2 separate regions of the Salmo salar genome follow, and region 2 is linked to region 1. Evidence: chromatin contacts called from public Hi-C data. All regions are on one chromosome and are shown on one strand. Each heading gives the region's core, a stretch centred on a gene start, on an enhancer-like site or on the middle of the called end of the contact. The rest is flanking DNA. Distances are from core to core; before and after follow the strand shown.

Evidence for each region. Hi-C and Micro-C count contacts between places; a contact is called where the count stands out from the background.
Region 2: a Hi-C map of muscle shows a contact between it and region 1, with 5 times the contacts expected there. The contact joins the enhancer-like site here to the promoter of LOC106589379 in region 1. A contact is called at or near these places in 2 of 3 Hi-C or Micro-C datasets (gill and muscle).

Annotation. Positions count from the first base shown.
Region 1 is chrssa28:6,649,676-6,657,595 of Ssal_v3.1, forward strand. LOC106589379 (protein phosphatase 1 regulatory subunit 3C-B) reads left to right here and starts at 2,681. Exons shown (of 2, transcript XM_014179269.2): 1 at 2,681-3,017; 2 at 3,889-6,492. The coding sequence starts at 3,004. The coding sequence ends at 4,837.
Region 2 is chrssa28:6,710,147-6,718,066 of Ssal_v3.1, forward strand. It overlaps a transcript of hecd2 not described here. Among protein-coding and RNA genes, the nearest start is that of hecd2, 31 kb to the right of the region's middle. Within about 2 kb of position 3,800, at least 3 of the 13 cell types and tissues checked have an H3K27ac peak or open chromatin away from gene starts, as enhancers often do. A contact at or near this core is called in muscle, where this site is marked.

The DNA of each region.
Region 1 (7,920 bases), core at 1,431-3,930:
ATGTATTGTAATGTTGTCTATTTATAGTCTGTATGTAATATCAAGACTCTGGACTGTTCATATTGACTATACAACTAGAAATATACCATATCACCAACATTTTCCAAAATGGATATATATACTGTACCAGTCAAAAGTTTGGACACACCTACTCATTCAAGGGTTTTTCTTTATTTTTACTATTTTCTACATTGTAGAATAAAACTATGAAATGTCATATGGAATCATGTAGTAAACAAAAACACAAAGATTGTGCAAAGCTGTCATCAAGGCAAAAAGGGTGGATACTTGGAAGAATCTCAAATCTCCAATGTATTTTGTTTTTTTTTAACAGTTGTTTAGTTACTACATGATTCCATATGTATTACAATGTAGAAAATAGTAAAAATAAAGAAAAACCCTGGAATGAGTAGGTGTCCAAACCTTTGACTGGTACTGTAGTTCTTCGGTTGAAGGGTTCCATTTTCAACACAAAAAAATCGAATGAAATTGATGATATGAAGTTACTTCTAGTTCCAATGACCTATGTAACTACAGTCTGGTGAGGACAAGGCAAAAGCATCTGAACCTGCGTGCTAAAAATACTTCTCAGTAGCTGCCGGGCCCCTGTTTCTGGCCCTCTATTCATATCAGCACCCCCTATAGGCTGTTAGGAGAGTACTTCAATGTGGGAAGATCTGAATGTGGGAATGACTCCATGTTCTATGATGTCATTTCATATGGTAGTGTGAATCATCAGTTTATTGGTTGATACTGTATATGAACCAAATAAGCCACATTCAAAAAGATACCAACAAATAGCTCAGTAGACTATACTTATCAAAAGTTGTGGTACATGTTTACAAAGGACCAATCATCATTTTGTTGGCCCAATACAGTATGGATTACATCATGATATTTTTAAAGGGACGAGTATGCATTTTGGCTGCATTTCAAAAATATGTCCCTACTCCCTAAGAATCATTTATGTCATTTCAAGTCTGAAACAATGTATTTTTCTACTCAGTTGGGTTGTTAGACAGACTGCCAGATTAAACACTGTAGAGTGAATCCTTCAGGTAGGCCTACCATCTGACTTTACCGATCCAGAATTCATAACAATTCATTGTTGTGATATGGGTACTCTACCACTTGCAGGGATATCAGCCAGGAAAGCATTTTGACCTGAATAAAGTTTGAACTACGCATCTTGGTCAATCATTCAAACCACATCCAAATGCTAGAGGAAATATCCAACACAAGAATAGAAAAGATTTTGTTACAAATAGAAATAATAATAGCATAACTATAACAGAAGTTTGCAGTGTTTTCTTGGGCCAGTGCCTCAAGTATAAGGAACTATAAAGATTTGGATCTGAAGGCGTTCCCACACAGTATTGTTTTGCCTCAGGAAAAGTATTAATAATGCTGACTCATTTCAAATTCCAATGACAGTATGGTGGAAGAAAACGCAGGTGAGGTGTGCACTTTTAAAGGATATTGAACCATGTGAAACTAAGCCTCAATGGGTCCTGATAAAAAGAAAGCAACAGGCACACTATTATGGCTATTTTAGGCTGCTGCTGCAATTTCATCCTTACTTAGATACTATATTTAGAGATTCACTTACACTATCTCTGTGTGTCACTAGTATGTCTTTCAGTTGCTCAGGAAGTTACTGTATAACAGTGAGCATGCATTCTGCAGATATGCAGACCGTCATTAAACTTAACTTCCTGTTATGCAAAAACCAACGAATTTGCAAGAACTCCTGACTGTGACCGCTAGACCTACAGTACACTACACTGAACCAGGGAAGCGCAGTACTTGGCTTCAAGCCAAATGGTTGCTATGCGGAAATAGGTTGCAATCAGAAACGTTTTTAGACAGACTACTGTGTGAGAAACCTTTTTTGCCTTTACCAAGTTTTTATAAGCCATATCTAGATTGGATTGTTTTAGTATTTGCTTTTACATTCGGGGATATTACACATCATATTGTGAAAGTAGATCATCCATTTACACAGTTGTAACTCAAGTCAGTTATGGAACGGAAATTCTTTAAATATTCCTACTGCAATGATGTAAGAGTCATGTATAGCACCTTATCTCCCCGTAGAGACTAGAAGAATCTCAGTCACGTCCAAGCTAAGAAGAGCTACAGTAATCTGCACTGCTCTAAAGCCAGCAGAGACAAATATAAACAGTTTCCCCAGGACGCTTCAGTGCAGAAGTTGTCCTCGCTAGCATGGCACCTAGCAGATGATCATACCCCTATGATGAACTGATACTCTGCTCAGACAAGTTCAAATAGATTTGCTGTGTCAGGGTGGAGGTATTTCAAAGCCTACAGCTGCCTGAGATCTCAAAGAAATGTCTCCCAGCCCAGGCTCCCACTTTGGCATGGTTATATTTAGATTATGATCCCCTAATTTTCCAACTAGAGTTAGTTAGACCTGGAATTTCACAAATAGTCTAATGGAATGGTCCGAAATGCCTCAGGTCTATCTTCAAAATATGAGATATGGTATTATAGATGTCTATAATGTATAGACTACAAACTATGTGTTATTGACATGCACATATTTAGTTGCTAAACATAAAAACAACCAGTAGAGGTCTATTATGACTAAAAATCGAAATATTCTCCATTCCCCATCCTGCAACGTAACCTGAACCGACTAGACATTTCAGCACCTCGGGTAGGACGGTAGACGCGCAACGCTGAGCTGGTCGCTGATTGCTCGAGCGCTCGGCGTTTGGCTTTTCCATTGGCTATCATCCGGGGTTAATTTGAAGCAGTATGCGAGTCGTCCGGATGTACAGATGGAGACTGGAGAGCGCTTAAGCCATTGTCAGTACAGCTGGACTGCAGAGGTGAAGTGGGCGTGCCACGCAGCGTTCGGGATCCTCAACCTTCATTGGAATGGAAAAATAAAAAAATAACACAATTCTGTTCTTATGAAGTTAAGTCCGTTTATTCATCAGCAACATTTAATGTTTCGGGCTGTTTCAACGCTTTCCAATGAATTGCACAAGGTAAGCTCACAGTGCGTCAGATATGAAGCGCTTCGATAGAACGAACTACTGTCATTGGATGGGGCATGAATTTTGAACTGCGCAATTCATAAAAACGAAAAGTTTCTTAAATATAATCGTTTTTCAATCCCAGGTGAGATTACATCTGTAGATGAAATAGAATAGATTGACTCACTAACCAGTTTTCTTTTGCCTGTGATACTTTTTATTACATTTTCATTGACCGGCCAGTATTGTTGCATACCACTAGATAAAAGGTCACCTATTTATACCCAAGCCTACTACCCCCATCATCTACATGAAAACTATAAACCTATAGTCTATGTGGCACAGCCATTATCGTGTGAGCAAGGACTTGAAAGTTGGATAGCTGTTTATCTTCTGGACTTTAGTAAGCTATTGCTGAATATTTTCTGGAAAAGAATTAGGCCTATTTGAATTGTAAAAGTATGCAATATAGCTCCCTACATACGATTATTATAGCCTGCTATAAACTATTTTGAGTATTATTATCAATGTAGATGTTCAAACTGTTCCAGTAACAAATGTATTGAATACTTTTACACATCTGTGTTGGATTAATTTAGATGACAGGTCTCTTTCAATTAATGAACTACATCAATCCCCAAAAATAACGAAAGCATTTCTGCATACAATATTACTACGAAAGTGTGGTTTGAGTATGCCTAAAATATTGTTACCTCTTACACAGCATAGCCTGTGCACAGACTTCTGACATGAGTTACTTTCTTTCTATTACTTTCTTTGACCACGTCCTGCATGGGCTTGACTATTTTCAGTTTCACCTGAACATATAACAGTTTCACCTAGAACCTCGTTGTCCTCTTGGTACGGTCTTCTTTTTCAACAGGGTCCTACACATGTTGAACACCAGGCCGATGCCAGGTCCTATCATGCCAGTAGATGTAGCCATGAGGATCTGCCTGGCAAGCTCTCCGCCCCTCCGCAGCTTCTTCAGCACGTACGAGGACTGCCGATCGCGAAACCTGGCCAACTGCTACAAACCACTGAGGCCGTGCATCAGCTCCAAACAGGAGGTAGAGGCCTCCAGCCTGGGATGGAAGAGTCCCAAGGCCAACGGGAAGAAGCGGGTGGTCTTTGCCGATTCAAAAGGCATGTCACTAACGGCCATCCACGTGTTCAAGGAGTTTGAGGAGGACCCACTGTCTGACCTGCAATTTGACCTGTCTGACCTGGCCAATGACACCAACGGCCTGAAGGTCTCCATAGAGAAAAGTTTTACTCTGGACTTCCCTCAGCCTGCTGCAGATTACCTTGACTTCAGGAACCGGCTTAAGAAGAACCAAGTGTGTCTGGAGAACTGCACACTCCAGGAACGGTCACTCACTGGCACTGTGAAAGTCAGGAACGTAAGCTTTGAGAAATTGGTCTCCATCCGGATAACGTTTGACTCATGGAAAACACACACGGACATTGCATGTACGTACCTGAACAATGTGTACGGTTGTTTGGACACGGACACCTTCGCTTTCACCGTCGACCTGCCAAGTTCTGTGCCCTCACAGGAGCGTGTGGAGTTCTGCATATGCTTCACCACCCAGGATCAGACGTACTGGGACAACAACGACGAGAAGAACTACAAGTTGCTCCACAACGACACAGACGCTGACCAGACCAGCAACCCCATCATCCGGACCACCGCACCAGTTGAGTTCAAGAGAGACGGCAAGACGACGGAGATGGAGTTTGACCAGTTCGGGAGCCCGAGGACGTCCAGTGGATTCTTCCCTGAATGGCAGAGCCAGGGACGCATAGAGACCACGGCCCCATACTGGTGAAGCAACAACAGGGCCTTTATGAGAAATCCACAAGATGCACTCATAACATCAACTCCATTTGAGTGACAGCAGAACATTTAACTGTGTGTTCATATGAGAGTGCTGCCCCCCCCCCCTAACAATGAAGATATAACCACAATCTGAACCGTTAAGATGATTGGAGCGTCAACCGTTGCGGTCATTGTGGGGCCCTAGAATGGACATGTTTGTTTTTGTCACTGCAGTGGAAAGGTTCAGAATGTGCTGTCTCTTCATGTTTGTGGGTATATGTGAAGAAACAGAAATCTATAAACAACCATTTGATCCTGTAACCACCTGTTGTTGTCACCGAGTTAACCCCATAATCATTGTGTACCTGTACACAACATAAAGCATTGTGGTAAAATGCCATCATAGCCACACAAATATTATGATTTAAATTGTCTGGAATGAATTACAAATTGCAAAGGGCATTAGAGGCTCAGATATAATAGTGTACTCAATTGTTGCAGTGAACTAAAGCATTTTATAGCCTTGGAAATGTGTTCAATTATGATTTGTCGTAACATAGATGCCTTCCTTTGTAATGTTACTTTGATTGTCCGTTAAGCAGTTTGTAATACAATGGCATTACTTCACCACCTGTATACACAGTGAGTAAAGCTGATTTCAAAAGCAGAAAGACCACTCCAAATTTGGGAGCCTGCACTTTAATTCATATTTTTAGCATTTAGGTTTAGCATTTTGTACATGGAGAGTTGTTTTGGTGAGTTTATATCAACATAATTAGCTTTATTTGCCCTATAATAGCTGGACCTATTCCTTGGTGTTAGATGTACGGTAAACCACCAGAATATCAGTATAATGTAAGTAAGTCACCCGAATGTTGCCAGACATTGTTGCCAGAGCACCCGACTTTGCACTGACCGAAATATGGTATGCCTTTAAAATGTGAGAATGTGAAAGAATAAGAAGTTGAAAGTGGAATAATTTGGTACGACATAAAGTACTTCATATTGAAGTTGTCTAAAATGCCATGGTACCATTTGATTGAAGACTTTCAGGTGAAAAAACGAAAAGCAATACAGGTAAATATGCATGACGATACCCCAGCATATTATCAATTAGGTGTAGGCCTAAATGGAGCACCTTTCTTTTTTTACTTACCGTTTTTCCTACGTCCATTGTATTTGTGAAAATCCTTCACATGCAAACACATTTAATGTGTTTCTTCCTAACCTGCTCTTCTAATTGTTTGCTGCTACTGTACGAATGTGCTGTTCTATCTTCAATGTGTTTCATGGACCCATGCTATGTGAATTGTCTCCTATGGGAAAAAAAGGGGGATGAGAGTGGGGGCAGTGGGGATGTAATTTAAGGAATGTATGAGTAAGTAAGGGAAGTGCTTAAAAGGGAAATGAATGGAAAATAGGTCAGTGTTAGAGGGCTATGCTTGGGACTGAGGATCCAGAGTTTACCAGACAGCGGTGAACACTGTTACCTACTTTGTTTCTGAAATGGAAATAGGGCCGAATGTAAAGGGCTACGACACAAGCCGTGGTGTCTAACCGCCAGCATGTTTTTTTCTACAGCAAGGAAAGGTCTCTGTGTGTGTGAGAAATGGTTTACTGTTTTCTGTGTTCCTTTCAGAAATAAAAAATCTAATGTTTATAGGGTGAAAGACTCCTGACTTTTCAATCTGGATTTTGTGTATGAGATTATTATGTTGTCTAAGCAGTATTATCCAGCTGGGATCACCGTATGTGAAATACCATTGTCTAAAGCTCAAGTACAACATTCTTAATGACATTTTGTGACTAAACAGGGTGCACAAATTATAAAAGTGGTGTGACTCTTATTACAAAGTATATTTATACAGGGGTGACCCGTTCAAACAATCAAGCAATTGAGAGCAGACACAAACAGTCATCTGGTCATCTATGCACATTTGAACATCTTGGCTATGTTCTGTTATAATCTCCACCCGGCACAGCCAGAACCAGGCCACCCCTCATAGCCTGGTTCCTCTATAGGTTTCTTCCTAGGTTCCAGCCTTTCTAGGGAGTTTTTCCTAGCCGCCGTACATTGCTTGCTGTTTGGGGTTTTAGGCTGGGTTTCTGTACAGAACTTTGTACAGCTGATGTAAGAAGGCCTTTATAAATACATTTGATTGATTGATTGATTGATAGTAGGTCAGGGTCTGGTCGATTGTTGGTCCATATGTTTCCAGTGTCGCATGTGACGCACTTCTCTCAGAAAGAGCAGAGATCCTCACTTAAGAATGCTGAGGAGACAAATAGCCACGCAGGCAATGTTAACAGACGGCCGTAGAGCACTGGGCAGACAGAGAGCATGTCTCATTGGCCAAGATTGATGAGATGCCAGATGTATGAGCATAGACCAGACAGGTCGGTGCTATTATTAGAGACAGAGAGCAGAGCAGACGATAACACAGACTGTGTGCCTGCTAACCAGCACGTACAGCCATTTGCTGCAAAAGCTGTTTAGAAATGCAGTTTTCTTCAGGATGTACTGACCCGGAAGAACTTGGCATGTTTGTCTTTGCATTCAATCAGAGTGTAGAAGAGAGAGAATGACACAGAGACGAAGGGAAAGAAAACTTCTCCCGGACAGGTCGAGTGGGGAGACTTCTGTGTTTACTGTTTGAACGTCAGAGTTGAATTGAGCGAGTCAGTGACTATCAGGTTTAGATTGGTTAAAGCAAGGAGATAGATCCGATTAGGTAGCTAAGAAGCATCGTCTTGATAGCATTCAGTGGTCTGTCCCCTAGTTGAGGCTTATCTCTTGTTTTCAGATTCGTCTTGTTCTGCTTCTGACCGCCTGTCTGACACAGGGACAGATGGTCAGAGATTGAGAGTCAACGCACTCATCACATGCATGAATCGATCAGCACGTAAACACCTGAACAAATATCACAAACCAAATAATACTATTTTCAGCTAGTTCAAATAAATTGTATCAATAGAGTACAAAAACATTGTTGGAATTGGCATAGCCTACCCTGCAAATAATGGGACCCTGAAATGATATAATCTGCTTGTTAAAAACGCAGGACACTTCAATAATATCATATGGATATGCAT
Region 2 (7,920 bases), core at 2,550-5,049, 62 kb after region 1:
GAGTGCAAACAGAAATACAACCCATTGACTAGTTAAAGCAAGACAAGCCAATGGCAAGTTCCAGCTGGGATATAGAGTTACTGAAGAATCTGGGACGGTTCAAACCTTGTCTGCCACACCCCCTCTTCCCTCACCCCACCAGGCAGCTGGTGAGTTATAACTGTCAAAGCAGAGTTGCATAACCAATGAGAGCGTAGACAACTGTTGCGCAACTGTCACAATGAGCTGGTTTGAAAGACGATTGCTTTTGCTGGCGTGGGGCTATGTGGGGGGGCTATAGCTGACTTTTCCTACATGTACATTACATGCTTCTATCCCACTGTCACACTATCATTGACCAGCATGAACATACATGTATAGTACGAGCCTGCTTATAGGCGCATGCACTGCCTTGGAAAGCAAAGAGGGAAAATCTCCTGATTTGCAAGAACTGAGTGGACTAATACAAATGTAGGATATTAATTTGACCCAGTTTGCTGCAGCAGGGAAATAATCCAGTAGCAACAGGAAATGTGAATTATTATACGGATTATAATTTATGGATATTTTTGTAGGGGTTGATCCTGTTGAAAATGATATTGCTGGTACATGCATACTACATTTCTATTTTTGTGTTTCTTTTCTATCTACAGTATCCAAAAAGGATGAATCAGCATGCTACATTTGCTGCAAAGGGAAAAGCAGTTAGGCTAATTAATGTTTGACTGTGGTTTGTGGTGGGGTCGGTTAGGTTGTGGCGTACAGTAAATACCAACTCTGGCATTCACTGACACGTACACCAAACAGATAATTGAACAGTCAAATATTTGTTTTTGCTGGTACAGCAGAATCCTTGCCCAGACAGATCCCTGAGCTCACTGCTGTCAGCTTATCTGACAGTTCACTACACACAGTTAATTGCAGTACCCCAGTCTATTTCAATCTTGTCAACTTTAATTGATTGATTACTTGGTGTTGTCCAGGGGTTCTCAAATACTATTGGAAAGGGTCAGTTCACACACATTTCCTAGGCGGCAAAGGTCCAGATGTACATTGCCATTTATCAGTGTATTAATAAACCCCTACCCCAACTCAGGCACTGTCCACGACAAACACACACCTCTTGTTGGTGGAGAGAAATGTTGCAGTTTTAAAGCAAATTTTCTGCAATTCTACACATTTTACCATAGGGTGGAAAGAAAATGTTTGTTTTAAAACTTATTTCCTGCAATTCTTAACATTTTTGCATGTCTTAATTGTGCATATGTCACCTTCGTTCCATATTGACGCTGTTCTGGGTCCAGATATGGACCATGGTTTGCCTATTAAGGATGGTTGAGGTAGTACAGGTAACTGCCAAAATAATGGAAACACTTCAGTAAATGAGTGAAACAAAAGCAGTGCAGTTTGGTTGGGTCGTGTTTCGGAGGACGCATGGCTCTCGACCATCGCCTCTCCCGAGTCCGTACGGGATTTTCAGCGATGAGACAAGAGTGTAACTACTAATTGGATACCACAAAATTGGGGAGAAAAAGGGGTAAAAAAACCCATATAAACCAGGCAAAAAAAGAGACGTCCTCTCATTTATTTTCAGCAAACTTAACATTTGTAAATATTTGTATGAACATAACAAGATTCAACAACTGAGGCATAAACTGAACAAGTTCCACAGACATGTGACTAACAGAAATTGAATAATGTGTCCCTGAACAAAGCGGGGGTTAAAATCAAAAATAACAGTCAGTAACTGGTGTGGCCACCAGCTGCATTAAGTACTGCAGTGCATCTCCTCCTCATGGACTGCACCAGATTTGCCAGTTCTTGCTGTGAGATTTTACCCCACTCTTCCACCAAGGCACATGCAAAGTTTCCGGACATTTATGGGGGAAATGGCCCTAGTCCTCACCCTACGATCCAACAGGTCCCAGACGTGCTCAATGAGATTGAGATCCGGGCTCTTCGCTGGCCATGGCAGAACACTGACATTCTTGTCTTGCAGGAAATCACACACAGAATGAGCAGTATGGCTGGTGGCATTGTCATGCTGGAGGGTCATGACAAGATGAGCCTGCAGGAAGGGTACGGCATGAGGGAAGATGTCTTCCCTGTAACGCACAGCATTGAGATTGCCTGCAATGACAACAAGCTCAGTCCGATGATGCTGTGACACACCGCCCCAGACCATGACGGACCCTCCACCTCCAAATCGATCCCGCTCCAGAGTACAGGCCTCGGTGTAACGCTCATTCCTTCGACGATAAACACGAATCCGACCACGAATCACCCCTGGTGAGACAAAACCGCGACTCGTCAGTGAAGAGCACTTTTTGCCAGTCTAGCGATGGTGGGTTTGTGCCCACAGATCGACGTTGTTGCTGGTGATTTCTGGTGAGGACCTGCCTTACAACAGGCCTACAAGCCCTCAGTCCAACTTCTCTCAGCCTATTGCGGACTGCCTGAGCACTGATGGAGGGATTGTGCCTTCCTGGTGTAACTCGGGCAGTTGTTGTTGCCATCCTATACCTGTCCCGCAGGTGTGATGTTCGGACGTACCGATCCTGTTGTTGTTACACGTGGTCTGCCACTGCGAGGACGATCAGCTGTCCGTCATGTCTCCCTATAGCGCTGTCTTGGGCGTCTCACAGTACGGACATTGCAATTTATTTCCCTGGCCACATCTGCAGTCCTCATGCCTCCTTGCAGCATGCCTAAGGCACGTTCAAGCAGATGAGCAGGGACCCTCGGCATTTTTATTTAGGTGTTTTTCAGAGTCAGTAGAAAGGCCTCTTTAGCGTCCTAAGTTTTCATAACTGTGACCTTAATTGCCTACTGTCTGTAAACTGTTAGTGTCTTAACGACCGTTCCAAGGGTGCATGTTCATTAATTGTTTATGGTTCATTGAACAAGCAGCATGGGAAACAGTGTTTTAACCCTTTACAATGAAGATCTGTGAAGTTATTTGGATTTTTACGAATTATTTTTGAAAGACAGGGTCCTGAAAAAGGGATGTTTATTTTTTTGCTGAGCCATATGCCATGGCCGATGTAAGCCATATGTCATGCCCGTCTCAGTCACCAGATCTCATCCCAATTGAACACTTATGGAAGATTCTGGAGGGGCACCTGAGACAGCGTTTTCCACCACCATCAACAAAAAACCAAATGATGGAATTTCTCATGGAAGAATGGTGTCTCATCCTTCCAATAGAGTTCCAAACCCTTGTAGAATTACATTTTACATTTTTACATTTTAGTCATTTAGCAGACGCTCTTATCCAGAGCGACTTACAGTAGTGAATGCATACATTTCATACATTTATTATTATTTTATTTTTTTTGTACTAATCTATTCCAAGGTGCAGTGAAGCTTTTCTGGCTCGTGGTGGCCCAATGCCCTATTAAGACACCTTATGGTGGTGTTTCCTTTATTTTGGCAGTTACCTGTATTTCACTCCTTGTTAGTTACACAGTACGCTGATAGGTTTCTGTCAGCAGATCAGTGAGGATACTCACAGGGCTCACAGAGCCTAGCAACAGTTAAATAACTATTGGGAAACCAACTGACAACGACCAGAGTGATCCAGATCCTCTCATGTTAAACCATGCAAATCTAACCCTAAAGCTGGGCTGGTTCTGCATGAATACAGCAGATTTGTGGTCTGTCTGATTGATATTCATGGTGGACGTCAACCCTGCCACTGTGGTTCCCTACGTACTCTTTAAATAGGCCACTCATACGAGCCTCCCCCTTTTGGCCCAATGAGCCCTGGTCACTAAGTGGAGACAGAGCACACACACACACACAAACACCCCCGTTAGGAGGCCTGTGCCAAGAGAGGGGGTGGGGAGCCTCTGTGAACAGGCAGCGAGGAACAGTAGACTCACTCACACACATGCACGCACTCACAGTTGAGCTTCCAATCCTGCACTCCTCGTTGCCTCTCCGGGCCTCATGATCACGATGCTGCCTAATCAGAAAGCGTTCTATAGGAGTTGACTAAACTATTGACTTCTGACACTTCAAACAGGACCAGCTGGCACTGAAATGATGTCCTCTGAATTCTCTGTGATAGTGATATACTTTATCCAAAAACCTATAATGACAGTTGGAATTCATAACGTTTTTCTACAGTTGGTCACACCAATTAGAATTAATTTATTCCCTTTGATAGTAAAAGTCTTGATATTCTTACCAACAAAGCGTCGGAGGCACACACACTGTGGAAGCCATAGAAGAAGGCAGCAAACTGCCTGTAAATGGACTTATTCAGCAGGAAATCTACGTACAGCTGGACATACTCTGCAAAGACAAGAATAATCAAACAATCATTCAACTATGAGAGAACAAACAAATGCCACATAGTCTGAAAGGCACTGTTAGATATCACATGCTACTGCAGGACAGTTGTCTTTCCTCTGGTGTTTGGCAGTCTGTCTACTCCTCACTTACCCTTCCTGTTCTGGTTGGTAACAGGAATCTTATCTCCTCCTGGTTTCAGATTGTAGGACTTGATCACACCTAGTTCTTCCTGCGACACCTAAAATGATCATCACATTAGTGGAGTGCTTCCCTTGTGCTGTAACAGTATTGATTATTGTGAAGTCAAAGACATTATGTTTCACAGGTGTTATTGTGAACAAGAATGAATGTGTTTTCCCAACCTGAAAGGTTGTGCAGAAGTCCTCCTCCACGTTGCCTTCATAGCTGAGAAGTTCTGCCAGCCCATGAGCAAGATCCTGAAACACAAGACTAAATCTATAAGCAATGCTTTTTATATACAGCACCAGTCAAAAGTTTGGACAAACCTACTCATTCCAGGGTTTTCTTTATTTTTACTATTTTCTACATTGTAGAATAATATTGAAGACATCAAAACTATGAAATAACACATATGGAATCATGTAGTAACCAAAAAAAGTATTGTTAAAAGTTAATTTGTGGATTTTTTTGGAGCCAATCAGTTGTGTTGTGACAAGGTAGGGTTGGTATACAGAAGATAGCCCTATTTGGTAAAAGACCAAGTCCATATTATGGCAAGAACAGCTCAAATAAGCAAAGAGAAATGACAGTCCATCTACTTTAAGACATGAAGGTCAGTCAATCCGGAACATTTCAAGAGCTTTGAACGTTTCTTCAAGTGCAGTCGCAAAAACCATCAAGTGCTATGATGAAACTGGCTCGCATGAGGTACACCACAGGAAAGGAAGACCCAGAGTTATCTCTGCTGCAGAGGATAAGTTCATTAGTTATCAGCCTCAGAAATTGCAGCCCAAATAAATGCTTCACAGAGTTCACGTAACAGACACATCTCAACATCAACTGTTCAAAGGGGACTGCGTGAATCAGGTCTTCATGGTCGAATTGTTGCAAATAAACCACTACTAAAGGACTGCAATAAAAAGAAGAGACTTGCTTGGGCCAAGAAACACAAGCAATAGACATTAGGTCGGTAGAAATCTGAGACCAAATGAGACGCAGAGTAGGTGTTTCCCACTCTGAGGAATGGAATAGGAGGTGTTATGGTGTGGGGGTGCTTTGCTGGTGACACTGTCTGTGATTTATTTAGAATACAAGGCACACTTAACCAACATGACTACCACAGCATTCTGCAGCAATACGCCATCCCATCTGGTTTGTGCTTAGTGGGACTATAATTTGTTTTTCAACAGGACAATTACACAATACACCTCCAGGCTGTGTAAGGGCTATTTGACCAAGAAGGACAGTGATGGAGTGCTGCATCAGATGACCTGGCCCCCACAATCACCCGACCTCAATCCAATTGAGATCGTTTGGAATGAGTTTGACCGCAGAGTGAAGGAAAAGCAGCCAACAAGATGTCAGCATATGTGGGAACTCCTTCAAGACTGTTGGAAAAGCATTCCAGATGAAGCTGGTTGAAAAAATGCCATGAGTGTGCAAAGCTGTCTTCAAGGCAACGGGTGGCTATTTTGAAGAATCTAAAATCTATTTTGATTTGTTTAACACTTCTTTGGTTACTACATGATTCCATATGTGTTATTTCATAGTTTTGATGTCGTCACTATTATTCTACAATGTAAAAAATAGTACAAATAAAGAAAAACCCTTGAATGAGTAGGTTTGTCCAAACTTTTGACTGGTACTGTAGATTGCAACCAGTCTTTATGAAGTATATGTCTCCTTTAAATCTGTGAAGGACTAATAGAAAAAAACCTAAGAGGAAAACAAATTGCCATTTGAAAGTTGCCACGGTGGGAACGTCTGCCCTATGCAGCACAGTACACTATGTTCATAGAACGTTTCATGGAGGAAAATCTGACTTCATTTTATTATTGATATCTAATGACTGAATTTCCTTTACTGAATTACTGTAATGGCATTGTAAGACAAAACAACAAGAAAATCATGTAAAGCCTTTCCCACTACACAATCTATAAAACGTATTGAGGAAACAAAATAACCATTGTATGCTGTATGTATTTTACATGACATCACTGCGATTATGCTTTTCCAATCCACACCTCATAAAATGAAGTACATTTTACAATGCAAAATCATTTGAAGAACAATTGCATGTGTTTGACGTCAGTGCTGGGCACTATTAGCATGTCTTTTTAAAGAACTTGCAGTAGTTTTTTCCCTGTCCTCCACCAATTTAGGAAAAAGTATTCAACAGGGAGCAAATAAACGCCCAGAGGCCGTTATGTAAGCAAAGAGAAGGCCAGCTGCCCAGTAAAAAAACAACATCTGGCCTCAGCAAGGCTGACTCGACAAAACGCAGCGCAATGAGATGCATACTGCATAAAAAGCTATACAATTACACCAAAAGCAGGTAAATACTAGTCTTAGTGACAGTAATGCATTGTATGTGCATACAACATTTTTATATGATTACTATAGATTTGGTTTGTTCTTTTGAGTTTGTGGAGTTCAAACATGCAAGCGGTGATGCGCAAAAGTTGGGCTTGACAGCCCTCTGCTGGTGAATATTGGAAAATGTCAAGGCTTCAATCACTGACTAGCGAATGAAAAATCAACATATTATGAGGAACTACAGGATTATATAAGGAAATATTATAACAACAAAGCATAACTTTGATGGCAATTGCAGAATATTAATTTGGGAGTTCATCAAAAAATCTAAAGAGAAGCATGTCATGCCACGTGAACTGTATCTCTCCTCTCCATCTCTCCTCCTAGACAGCTAACAAACTACAGCTAGCCTGGCATCCTTGAATCTTCCTGTTCAATAAAAAAAAGCTGCCATCACCAGGAGATCTTAATCAGCAGTGTTGGGCTCCTGTGTGTGACATCTATGGCAGCTTTTACCGGGGTGTGAGGTGATGATGGTTGTATCGGCACCTCTGAGACCTGGCTGCAGCTCAGTCTCATCTCACCTTGGCTGCAGCCATACTGTTATAACAAGACTGGTGGCAGGGTGAGACTCTGGGACTGTATGGAATGTGAGCCTGGTTGATTATTTCACACGCCTGTGATGCACGAGCATTTCCTTAGACCCCTTGACTCACATCATTACAAATACATTATTTATGCATATTGCATGTATTCCTGTACATTTAGCTATAAGTAGGAACAATGCCATATTGCAGTTAATTCTAACACAGTCTTTTTAACTAACACAGTCTATATAACATCTTAGTCTAGCAACCATACATCCCCCACTAGGCACAGACATCAATTCAACGTCTATTCCATGTTGGTTTAACGTCACTTCATTGAAACGACGTAGAAACAACATTGATTCAACCAGTGTTTGCCCAGTGGGCCATATTCATAAACAGGTCAACACTAAACCAGAGACAATGTAAACCTTTCTAAAACAGGGCAGTACTCTCATAAGCATCACATCCACTCTTTTGATTCTGTACATTATTATTATTGAAAAGCAGAGTACTTTGCAAGTAAACAAATGTTACTTTCCCATGGTTTATTACCACT